2 separate regions of the Mus musculus genome follow, and region 1 is linked to region 2. The links are chromatin contacts, called in public HiChIP or PLAC-seq maps. All regions are on one chromosome and are shown on one strand. The core of a region is the stretch at or near the end of the contact, and the rest is flanking DNA. Distances in the headings are between cores, read along the strand shown.

Region 1 (5,898 bases), core at 2,304-4,803, 92 kb before region 2:
CTTGCAGTAAGAAATGCTTCAGATCTGTTCACTGACCTGGAACTACTACATGTAGAATTTACTGTCTGAGCACCCACAGTCAGAAAATCTGAAATGTTTGTCAGGTTGTTGCTTTTTTTTTTTTTAAATTATAAAATCACTTTTTTAAAAGTCTATAACGTGAGTTCCAGGACAGCCAGGGCTATACAGAGAAACCCTGTCTTGAAAAACCAAAAAAAAAAAAAAAAAAAAAAAAAAAAAAAAATTAAAAGTCTATAACGAAGCTGGGCGGTGGTGGCCACGCCTTTAATCCCAGCACTCGGGAGGCAGAGGCAGGCAGATTTCTGAGTTTGAGGCCAGCCTGGTCTACAAAGTGAGTTCCAGGACAGCCAGGGCTATACAGAGAAACCCTGTCTCGAAAAAATCAACCAAAAAATAAAAAGTCTGTAAAGAATTCATTTAAGACTGGGGGTGTAGCTCAGTGGCCTTGCCTAGTATTCATGAGATCTTTGGATCAATGCCCACCCAATATCAACTGCCACAGCAAAAAAAGGGACCAGATTAATAAAATTCTCATTAAAAAACATTTTTATTATTTTTATAGATTTATTTTATGTTTGTGTGTATGCGTGATTGTCTAAATGTATGAATGTGTACAATGTCTGTCTACAAATGGTTGAAAGGCATCATGTAGGTGCTAGAACTGAACCTAGGTCCTCCATAAGAATAATAATTATTATTTACTGCTTTACTCCACCCCATTACTGAAAACTTCACCAGAGCTGGAGAGATGTGTCAGTGGTTAAGAGCACTTACTGCTCTTCTATAGAGAACCCAGCACCCACAGGGCAGTTCACAGCCATCTATAAGTCTAGTTCCAGGTATCCTTTTCCTGGCCTTCACATGTACCAAGAGCACATGCGGTACAAGATACACATGTAGACAAGATACCCATAGGCATAAAATTAAATTAAAATAAATTTAGAAAACAACAAAAAACAACTTTTGAGCCAGGCAGTGGTGGCTCATGTCTTTAATTCCAGCGACTCAGGAGGCAGGGGGCAGATGGATCTCTGTGAGTTCGAGGCCAGCCTGGTTTACAGAGCTAGTTCCAGGACAGCCAGGCAACACAAAGAAACCCTGTCTCCAAAAATAAAAATGAAATAATAATAATAATAATCAGGTCTTGTCTAGTAATTCTTTAAAATCTATCCCTGTTACTTATAATGACTGAACTTCAAACATTCCAAGAACTGAGTCTCCACGCATTGAATTTTACTTTGTAGCTAAATATTGACTTTGTAACTAAATGAACTGTCAAATCCAATAAGTATTTAATGAAGAACTTAGAGCACTCTGCAACTTCGCATAAGAATGGAACTTACAGGCATTGCATGTGAAGCCAAGAGCGGCACTGTGCTGATCAGCAAAGTGCTTGCACCTGCAGCGAATAGGCTGGGTACCATTCAGAGGGACATAGTGGTAAGCCTTGCACCGGCAACCACTCACTCGGCACGGCAGGGCAATGGGACGCTGCTGTGGGATCGTTTCAAAGTCAGTTTTGTGCTGTTTATACCTTTAGAAAATAGAAACACAAACACATTTGGATGTTGTCAAACATTACAATTTGGTGTCTATTAGATGCATACGTAATTATTTTGATTCTGTTTTTATCTCTTGTTATCTATTTATATTAATATGGTAAGTAAACCCCTACATGGACACTTCTAACAGCTTTAGTCAGGAGCCTTCACGTTTTCAGATTTTAATTTTTGATTATTTAAAAAGTTTCACAACTGTATGAAGAAATATAAATCCCTTAAAATCCTTGCCATTGCAGTTCTTTAGTCTGGGATGCATATCCTCAGTAGAAGAGAATGTTCCTAATTTTATAGGGACTGTGCTGGAAATCAAACCTAAGACATCATGTTTGTTCCACTACTAAAATATAACCAGCCACACAAAACAGCTCTTTATAGCAGGTTTCTACTGAGTCGGGTGCAGTGGTATACACGTACGACCTCAGCACTCAGAAAGCAGAGGCAGGAGAATCATGAGTTTGAAGCCAGCCTGGGCTATTCAGCAAAACCCTGTCAAAATATTAAGGTGCGAGGGAAGTGGCAAGTCAGGGAAGGGGTCTGCCGCCAAATCCAATGACCTTATTTTGAAACCTAAAATCTACATGGTGGGAGGAGTGAACCACTCCCCTTAAGTGGTCCTGTGCACATCCACACTGTGGCAGAGCAGGCCTGTGTCACCTATCTCTCTATCTCATACACACGCACTATAAAATCATATAAAATTATACAGCTTAGTGATAGATCACTTGCCTACTGTGTATAAGACAGTGAGTACCCTAGCACACCAAGAAAGCTAAAAGGGCCTGTGAGATGTGCCAGTGGATAAAGGCACTTGCTGCCGAGCCTAATGCCCTGAGTTTAATCCCTGGATCCACTGACCCCCATGCATGCACATACACATAAGTAAAGAAATAATGAATGAACAGATAAATAAATGCAAGATTTTTACAAAGAATGGTCTTCATTAAAGTGCATCACTTAAATTTATTTTTATCCTTTGCTATCTAAACCTAAAATAAGTTTAATATAACTTTAATGTAATTTACTTATTTCAAGAAACTCTAAAACTTTCATCCTTTAACCCTAGAATTCATTTTGGAAAATACACTCTTAAAAAATAATTCTACATATATATAGATTAGGGTTTGACTTTAAGGTGGTGTTATCAATAGTAAATGCACTAGCAGAATGCATAAATCCATTTCTAGAGAGCCATCTTCACATTTTTTTAAGCAACAAAGCCCTCTGTTTAGATAAAAGCCTTTACCAAATCACAATACTATATATGTGATAATTTAGAAGTTGAGTCGGTTAGGCCCGGGAAGGACAGGAATTGGAATCCCCATTTGTGTAACCTGCCTTTCTGCCTGGCACATGCCTGAGTCTCGCTCATGGCTTCGAGAACAACAGTGAACACCACTGGACTAGCTGGAACACAGAGCAATTATAAAACCTGCCTTCAGATTACTAATGGCTATGCACATACACATTTTCTGTGACTCAATCATGAAAAAAACAGTGCTTATAATTTATACATGCACAGAATATGAAACTAAATAAACAAGGCAAAGAGGAAATTACACAGATAAAATGAAAAGTACGGACAGGCTCTGGGTGGTCAGCGTCCGGCTACCATTCTGTATACTCCCCATTTTTTATAAACAGAAAGACACACATTGGATAGGAATTTTATTAAGTGATGAATACTACAGAGTAATGTCTTCATTGCAGTTGGGTTGAATCTTGAGGATCATATTCAGGCTGTACAAATTCCACACAGAAACTGACATTAAATGTTCACAAGCACAGATTATAAGACTACCACAGGTTTGCCCGTGCCCTACAGTTTTGACAGATATAAACATGTAGCCATCACCCTCCACTCCTCCCTGGTGTCTTTAGTCAGGGTTTCTAGGTAAGCTGAGAGGCAATCTATACACATTACTCATCCTAGCAACTGCCTAACAACTACTGTAACTCTGTAGCAACTCTGTAAACAGCAACTAGACAAAGAGTCTCTCAGAAACAGCCTCAGAAGTGCTGTTGAAACAAGGCAGTTCCCCTTCCATGGATTCCTTAGGCTGAAAAGTTAAACCTGGCCCCTAAAAATAGGTACCGTGTTCAGTGGTTCTTTTGTTTTGTACATTTTGCAAAGCAATTTGGTCATTTTGATAGAAAAATCGGAAGAAATGCACAGGCACAACAATACAAATAACACACATTTATGACTGGTCCCTCAGGTCTCTCTTCTAGGCAATGTTTTTTAACACAACAATTTGAAGTCAAAAGAATTTGCATTTTTGTTTGTTCAAGGTATGAGGCCAAGTATGGGGATACATGGCTGTAATCCCAGCACCTGATAGGCCAGAGAATCATGAATTTGAGGCTAGTTAGTAATATACAGCAAGTCCCAAGCCAGCCTGAGATAAATAGCGCGGTCCTCTCTCCAAGAAATGAACAAACAAATAGAGAATGAAAACCACCAATGCAGTACTCCTTGAGGATTTGAGGGCGATTCCTAGCTCTGAGGAGAAGTGGGTCTGCTGTGGATGAGTAGTCTGAACAGCACAGATCAGCGTGGCCACCCAGCATCTACCTATCTAACAACACATCACCTACTTATCTAACAACACAGCACCTACCTACCTATCTAACAACCCAGCATCTACCTATCTATCTAACAACACAGCATCTATCTATCTAACAACACAGCACCTATCTATCTATCTATCTATCTATCTATCTATCTATCTATCTATCTATCTAACAACACAGCACCTATCTATCTAATAACACAGCACCTACCTATCTAACAACACAGCACCTACCTACCTAACAACAGGACCAGCAGATGCTACTTTCCCCAAACTGAAAGACCCCTGGGAAAACATCATCTTCTGTTACCAATGGCAACCCAAGAGTTGCTCATGGTGACAGACTCTGTGATAAGTTTAACAGGGTATGGAAGTTTATTATATATTTATAATCCCTAACATAATTCTAGAGCACTATGGAAATGCCAGCATCAAATGTTTCTTAATCATCATGCTGTTATTTACAGGAGGAAGACACGTTTTTGCTATAGTTGTAATTTTCTAGCCATCTGAAAATCATGATAAAGTGGGCTGGAGAGACGGCTCAGCAGTGAAGTGCACGAGTCTGGGTCACTGTTCCTATCTTAGGTGGCTCACAGCCATCTGTAACTCCTGCTCCAGGCAGATCTGATGCCTGAGGTTTCTGCAGTCACCTGCACATACCCACCCAGAGATACACAAACACACACACACACACACACACACACACACACACACATAATTTTAAAAAACATTAAAAAAAAGAAAATGATACAGTATCTTACCTATGGGTACAAAAACACAATGTCTCCGGGCCAACAAGTTTGCAATCCATTCCTGTTGGTGACCGCCAACTCACAAATAATCTGTTCTGTAAACGCATGGGTAAAACTTTTTTCTTGTATTCTTCATATTCTTCAGGAGTAAAAAGTTTCCCTCCATCATCCTCACCAACAATTCTACAACAACAGCAACAAGCATTGCTTTTAATCCTTGAGTATTTTCCAGACCAGAAATTAAATTATTTTTGTATACTTAATTAAAAAGCGGCTGTGACTTGGATTTTGACTTTCAGCACAAATACATAGCCAAATTACAAACAGAAACAATAAAATGTCCGCTTCTGATGGAGTTCAGGAGGTGTGAACAATGTCTTGAGCCAGCAGCCAAAGCAGGAATGCCATTCCCACCATCCCAAGTATTCTCCCCTGAAGCAGGCCCTACCCCTCATTCCAGGAGCCTCCCTCTCTACCTGGAAAGAAAGAACACACTTATTTCTGAAGACAGAACAGCCCAGAGAAGAATCTAGACAAGCAGGCCTTCCTCCCCAAGCTCCCTAGCCCACTGCCACTCAGTCACACTCTGTTGTTGTTCAGTCATCTTGCTCCCTGGTTGTCCACCATTCAACCAACCTAAGCATCAAGGTACAGGATTTCCTGCGAGTTTATTTTCTTTCACTCCAATGCCACATAAAACTTGACTCTGTACGCTTTTCCCTGGTCAATTTCCCTTTTATTTGAGGTACTTTACCTACGGACCCAACGATGTCTGAGGAAAGAAATCTTCTCTCCACTCGCTTCCCATATAAAAGACTTCCCATTTAAAACAATTTTAAAACACAACTTCACTGACTGTGGTGGGTTGACTAAGAAATGCCCCCCACGGGTTCTTGCATCTGAACACTTGGTCCCCATCTGGTGGCACAGTTTGGTAAGATTATGGAACCCTTAGGAGGTGCAGCCTTGCTGGAGGAAGTCCATTGTTCA
Region 2 (5,774 bases), core at 2,417-4,916:
TAAAAGGAAATCATGTTCAGAACTCCCAGCCAAAGCTATGTAGACACATTTTCAAAAATCCAAATCTGTAAGGGCAGGACGTATGCAAACAAGACTGAATCCAGCCAGGCGGTGCTTTAATCCCAGCACTCGGGAGGCAGAGGCAGGTGGATCTCTGAGTTCAAGGCCAGCCTGGTCTACAAAGTGAGTTCCAGGACAGCCAGGGCTACACAGAGAAACCCTGTCTTGAAAAATCAAAAGAAAACAAAACACCAACCCCCCCAAACAAAACCAAAAACAAACCAAGACTGCATCCAACCTTCCTTCATCATTCCTTACCTCTGAGTTTCATTCTGTCAACTGAAACAAACCAGAACCTCCCCCACGATAATAAACATTTTTTAAGATTTATTTATTTATTATATGTAAGTATACTGTAGCTGTCCTCAGACACTCCAGAAGAGGGTGCCAGATCTCATTACGGATGATTGTGAGCCACCACGTGGTTGCTGGGATTTGAACTCAGGACCTCAGAAAAGCAGTCAGTGCTCTTAACCGCTTAGCCATCTCTCCGGCCCCAATAATAAACATTTTTAAGTGACGTTTATTTCACCTTTAGGAAATTTCACTTAAAATTTTCCCATCGTTGTAAAAGAAGTCTGACTTCCTGCACCATCCACATCTTGGCTCGAGTTCCATCCTTTAGGCTGGAAGTCACCAGGAAGTCATCAGGAAGTCCCCCTCCTTGACTTCTACGTCTGCTATTTTTCAGTCCTGAGCTTCAAAGCAGAGCCCATTTGTGTGTGGCTTTTTCTTGGTTTTCCATGGACTGACTCTTACTGCTGAAGTCATCTGATAGGCCTCCTGGGGCTCATGTAAGATGGCCTCAACTACATGTCTGGTGGCTGTCCCTGTTGTCACTTTGCCTTTCCTCTCCATGTAATGACCAATCAGCAAGGAATCTTGGTTTCTTTGCTGATAATGACCAAATAGAAAGAGCTGAAACCCTTCAGGACTCTTAAAACCTTCAACTAAGAACTGAAACAGCCACAGTGCTGCACAAGTCTGTGGGCCAAAGCTATCACAGGGAAGGTCAGATTAAAGCACGGGGAGAAATTGACCACCTCTGGGAAGAGGATCAGAGTCACAGTGCAAGAGCAAAGCGTTCTGTGAGGGGGGAAATGTGTGACTATCATTTTACATACAATGTCGTCACACTTTGTATATTGATATACAACGTCCTGCTCCTCTACTGTTCCTGTGGAATATCTCTTTCAGTCTTCTAGACACTGTCTTTGCAACATACTCCAGCTCTCTTTGCTCCTCCTAGGGAGAAAGGCAACCAGTAATGAGTGCAGGCCGCTCTCCAGATACCCTTTCTCCTTTCAGAGCTGGACATGTGGTTGGTTTTGTTAAATCTAGAGTCAGTGAGACCTCCAACCCCCTTTAATCATACATGCTGTAATTAAGGGATACTTCCTCAGCTGTCATGGTGGCACGCACCTTTGATCCCAGTGCTCAGGAGGCTTAGGCAAGTGGAGCTCTGTGAGTTCAAGAGCAGCCTGGTCTACAGACAGGTTTGAGGACAGCCAAGGCTACACAGAGAAAACCTGTCTCAGTACTATTATTATATCCTACTAAATATATAGCCTTACATATGGTCCACTCTGAGGCAAGATTCAGAAGTTATCACGGCAACAGCAACTGTCTTTTCTTTCTCTACTTTCCATTAAGATATGTTCTCTAAACCGGGCGTGGTGGCGCACGCCTTTAATCCCAGCACTCGGGAGGCAGAGGCAGGTGGATTTCTGAGTTCGAGGCCAGCCTGGTGTACAAAGTGAGTTCCAGGACAGCCAGGGCTACACAGAGAAACCCTGTCTCGAAAAACAACAACAACAAAAAAAGATATGTTCTCTAAAAGACTGTATGGTCACACATGCCTGTGATTCCAGCACTTGGGAGGCTGAGGCAGGAAGATTTCAAATCAAAGTCCAGCCTGGGCTTCAAAGACAGTACAGTCTATATAGCAAGACCTCGTCTCAAAAAACAAAAAAAGTTGCAGTCGTCATTGTTGTTTTCATCATCGTCATCATCACTGGCCAACTTCTTTGCTAAAGTAAGCTTTTGTATGTATGTAGGCCAAGGAACAAGCTCAGATATCCTCTCCCTCTCTCACTCTCCCTCTCCCTCTCCGTCTGTGTGTGTGTGTGTGTGTGTGTGTATGTAGGCCAAGGAACAACCTCAGATATCATTCCTCGGTTGCCATTCACACACCAGCACCACCACCCTGCCTGTTTAATCTCAGGTGTGTCAGTCCCAGCCGTCCACCTTGTTTGACACTGGGCCTCTTTCATCATTGACCACTTGCTCCTAGAAGGCTGGCTGGGCCTCTCTCCTGTCTCCACCTCCCATCTGGATTTAGGAGCACAGAGATTACAGACAAAGACACCACATTCAGCCTTGCATGGGTTCTAGGGATCTGAACTCTGGTCCTCAGGCTTGCATAGCACATGCGTTTTCCCACTGAGCATCTCCCCAGACCAGAATGTAAATCTTTCACTACATGTCAGGAGCTCTGTCAGGAGCCCTTGGGCATGCTCTCATTTTCCTTATGAGCTTCTGTTCCAGCTGTGGGGGTTTTGTTTGTTGGTAGGGTCTTTGTTGTTGTTCTTGTTTGAGACAAGCAATGTCTCCTTTGCTATACAGTCTTGGCTGGCTGAGAACTCACAATTAAACCTTGGTGGCCTACTTAAATAAATCCTATGGAATGCCTACATCAGATAAGTTACTCTGTGGTTGTGATGGATTAAGTCAAACTATTGGCACCCTTTAATCATGTGTGAACACAGAGAAAACAATCATATGTTCTAAAACTACAAAACGGACCAGACATCTCTTTTCATGGGACATATGACTGATTACTGCTTCTTTGCTGCTTCTAGCTCTAACTTATTCCAGTGTGTCGACATTTGCTAAGGTTTATTCATGTAAAACCTTATAAGGCCAGGTGTGGTGCTGTGTGCCTTAAATCCCAACACTCTGGAGACAGAGACAATTAGCCTATGTAGGGTAGTTACACAGGATAATTGCCTCTGCTTTCTCATATCTTCTAACAGTTGTTCAAATATTGACATGTTTCTGAGGATCTGGGATACTGACATCTAGAAGGCATGGTCATGGTCATCTCAGTTCTCAGACTTTGGTTCTCCATACTCACACTGAGTCGCTCACAACTGCCTATAACTCTAGCTCCAGTTCATTTGATGCCCTCTTCTGGTCTCTATGTGTGCCATACATCACATGCGTGCACACACACACACACACACACACACACACACACACACTCAGAGACAGAATGAGGAAGAGAGAGCTGTAGGCATAAATTTTTTGCAATTAAATTAATTAATTATTAAAAATTAATTTTTAATAAGGGTTTAACCTCTCTTCTAGTCCACCACCCAGCAGAGGTAAGGGAAAATAAAGGTTATTAAGATATGGAGGAAGTGGACCTGTTCAGCAATAGTTACTTTAGGGGCTAGCTCAATCTTTCTCAGCAGTTCAGTTCCATAGCAAACATCAAACATGACTCAGCAGCTGCAGTCCAGTCCTCTAGGCAGACAGATACCACACAGGCACTGGCAGCTACAGTCCAGTCCTCTTGGCAGGCAGACACCAGGCATGAGCCAGCAACTGTAGTCTAGTCCTGAAGAAACTGCCAGGCTTGCCAAGTTGCCTGAGGTGAGGCTGCGGAAGTGACAAGCTGCTGCAGGAACCACACAAGCAGTTCTTGGGCAAGTGTCTCTCAGTGGTGTCATTACCATGAGTTGAACTCAACAACACTATGTAAGGTGAACCAATACTGTGTGTCATTAATGAGGAATACCAAGGTGGAGCAAATCAAACCAATGCTCATTGCCAGTCTCCCACTGTCTGTGTGGTCACATTTATGCTCCTTCATCAAGCATCCTTTCATGTGTCTGTTGTCAAACCATTCTTTCACCTGTGTCTGCTTCAGGAAAATATTCTTTCATGTGTTTGCTTTAGCAAGACATCCTTTCACCTATGTGCCCCAGAAAACATCATTTGACATAGCTAACTTTCCAAAGAACTAGAAGTTTCCACTTCAGAGAGCCCTCTAAAAGATCTACATTCTCACACAAAAATTACAGAGACTGATTTGTGTTTCTTTCCAGATAGGAAGAGAAAGGAAGGAAGGAAGAAAGAAAGAACGAACGAACGAACGAAAGAAAGAAAGAAAGAAAGAAAGAAAGAAAGGGGTGAAGAAAGGAGAAAAAATAAATAGTTTTAGATTTGCCCAAAAAGATTGCCCTAAGGAGAGGCCCTTGGTCTTGCAAAGATCAGATACCCCAGTACAGGGGAATGCCAAGGCCAGGAAGCAGGAGTGGGTGGGTTGGGGAGCAGGGTGGGGGGGCTGGGGGGGAAGGTATGGGGTACTTTCAGGATAGTATTTGAATTGTAAATGAAGAAATTATCTAATAAAAAGAAAAAAAAGATTGCCCTAAGTTCTAGATTTCTCCATTATTAAGCTGTTAAAGCAATTTAAATAGTGGTACTATTTTCTTTATCTGGCTAACTCCCAAATAAATGAGACAGAGACCATAGATTTATTTGAAAAGCTTTATGGCACAATAATTGATAGATTATTAATCTATTCTAATCCTCCAAACTAATCTAGCCACCTTCCAGCCAAAATCCTTGTATTTTTAGTATTGGTCTGGCTCTCTCTGCTCCAAGTATGTTCTGATGGCTCTTGGACCCTTTCCATTTGGTGAATTTTCTTCTCCTTTCTCTCCCCTCCCTTCGCTGGAATTGGAAGCCCAGCCCTATTCTCTTCCCTGCTCAGTCATTGGCTGACCAGCTTTTATTGGAGATCAGAGAATAAATGCAGAGCACTGTTTACACAACACTGAGACATGAGGTCCTTAGAACAAGCATTTCAATGACTGGATTGCAACCAGATACAGAGGCAGAGAAATCAGCATTTGAATAATACAAGGATAATGTTTACACAGTGCTCAATAACATTATGCCCACATTAAGCAAAAATAAATAACTGAGCAATCTCTGTGTGCCAAGTACCAGCTGAGCACTGTGGACATATTAACACCTCACAATCATCCTAAAATATTTTTTATTTCCATTTTACACAGAGATTTATCAAACTTGCCCCAGAACCTAAGTGGTAGACACAGGATCTTAAGCCCAGACCCCCTGTTTAAGGATATGTTTTCTAAGATTTGCTTAGAAGGTACTGAAGGCAGAATTCAATCATATTTGTTCCCAAAAGCACTTGATGCCTAGACTTATTTATTTATTTATTTATTTATTATATGTAGCTGTCTTCAGACACTCCAGAAAAGGACATCAGATTTTTGTTATGGATTGTTGTGAGCCACCATGTGGTTGCTGGGATTTGAACTCAGGACCTTTGGAAGAGCAGTCGGTGCTCTTAACCACTGAGCCATCTCTCCAGCCCGATGCCTAGACTTCTGATGCCTGTCTGCTTCCCAGAGCACTGACCCTGAAAATATTGAAGACACTAGTGTTGCTGATACAGAACTTGACAGGGTCAGATGGAAAACGTTTCTGAGAATCCCCCATGATCCCCTTTACCCAAAGAACAGCTGTTAACTGTATGAGATTCAAAACATCCATTCAGGGAGGCAGCATTGAGGTGACCACTCCTCTCATATCTCCCTACTGTCACTGGTCGGCATGGGTTACTCTGTGTTTCTGGGCTTTTTCTCCATCTCTTAGCCAGGTCCTCACCCCTG

Evidence for each region. HiChIP or PLAC-seq counts read pairs in DNA pulled down with a chosen protein or histone mark.
Region 1: a contact with region 2 is called in an HNF4G HiChIP or PLAC-seq map of pancreatic cancer cells. The contact joins two enhancer-like sites. A contact is called at or near these places in 1 of 39 promoter capture datasets (neutrophils), 7 of 484 Hi-C or Micro-C datasets (the CH12 cell line, bone marrow-derived macrophages, cerebral cortex and 4 more), 12 of 115 datasets of contacts at active chromatin or transcription factors (the 230-238 cell line, bone marrow-derived macrophages, embryonic midbrain and 7 more) and 3 of 9 other capture datasets (adipose tissue, liver and pancreatic islet).

What each region holds. Positions count from the first base shown.
Region 1 is chr6:49,371,761-49,377,658 of GRCm38.p6, reverse strand. It overlaps Fam221a (family with sequence similarity 221, member A), which reads right to left. Exons shown (of 7, transcript NM_172727.3): 2 at 4,918-5,091; 3 at 1,365-1,555. Among named protein-coding and RNA genes, the nearest start is that of Fam221a, 7.0 kb to the right of the region's middle. Within about 2 kb of position 3,553, at least 30 of the 459 cell types and tissues checked have an H3K27ac peak or open chromatin away from gene starts, as enhancers often do. A contact at or near this core is called in pancreatic cancer cells, where this site is marked.
Region 2 is chr6:49,280,218-49,285,991 of GRCm38.p6, reverse strand. No RefSeq gene overlaps it. Among named protein-coding and RNA genes, the nearest start is that of Tra2a, 19 kb to the right of the region's middle. Within about 2 kb of position 3,666, at least 25 of the 459 cell types and tissues checked have an H3K27ac peak or open chromatin away from gene starts, as enhancers often do. A contact at or near this core is called in pancreatic cancer cells, where this site is marked.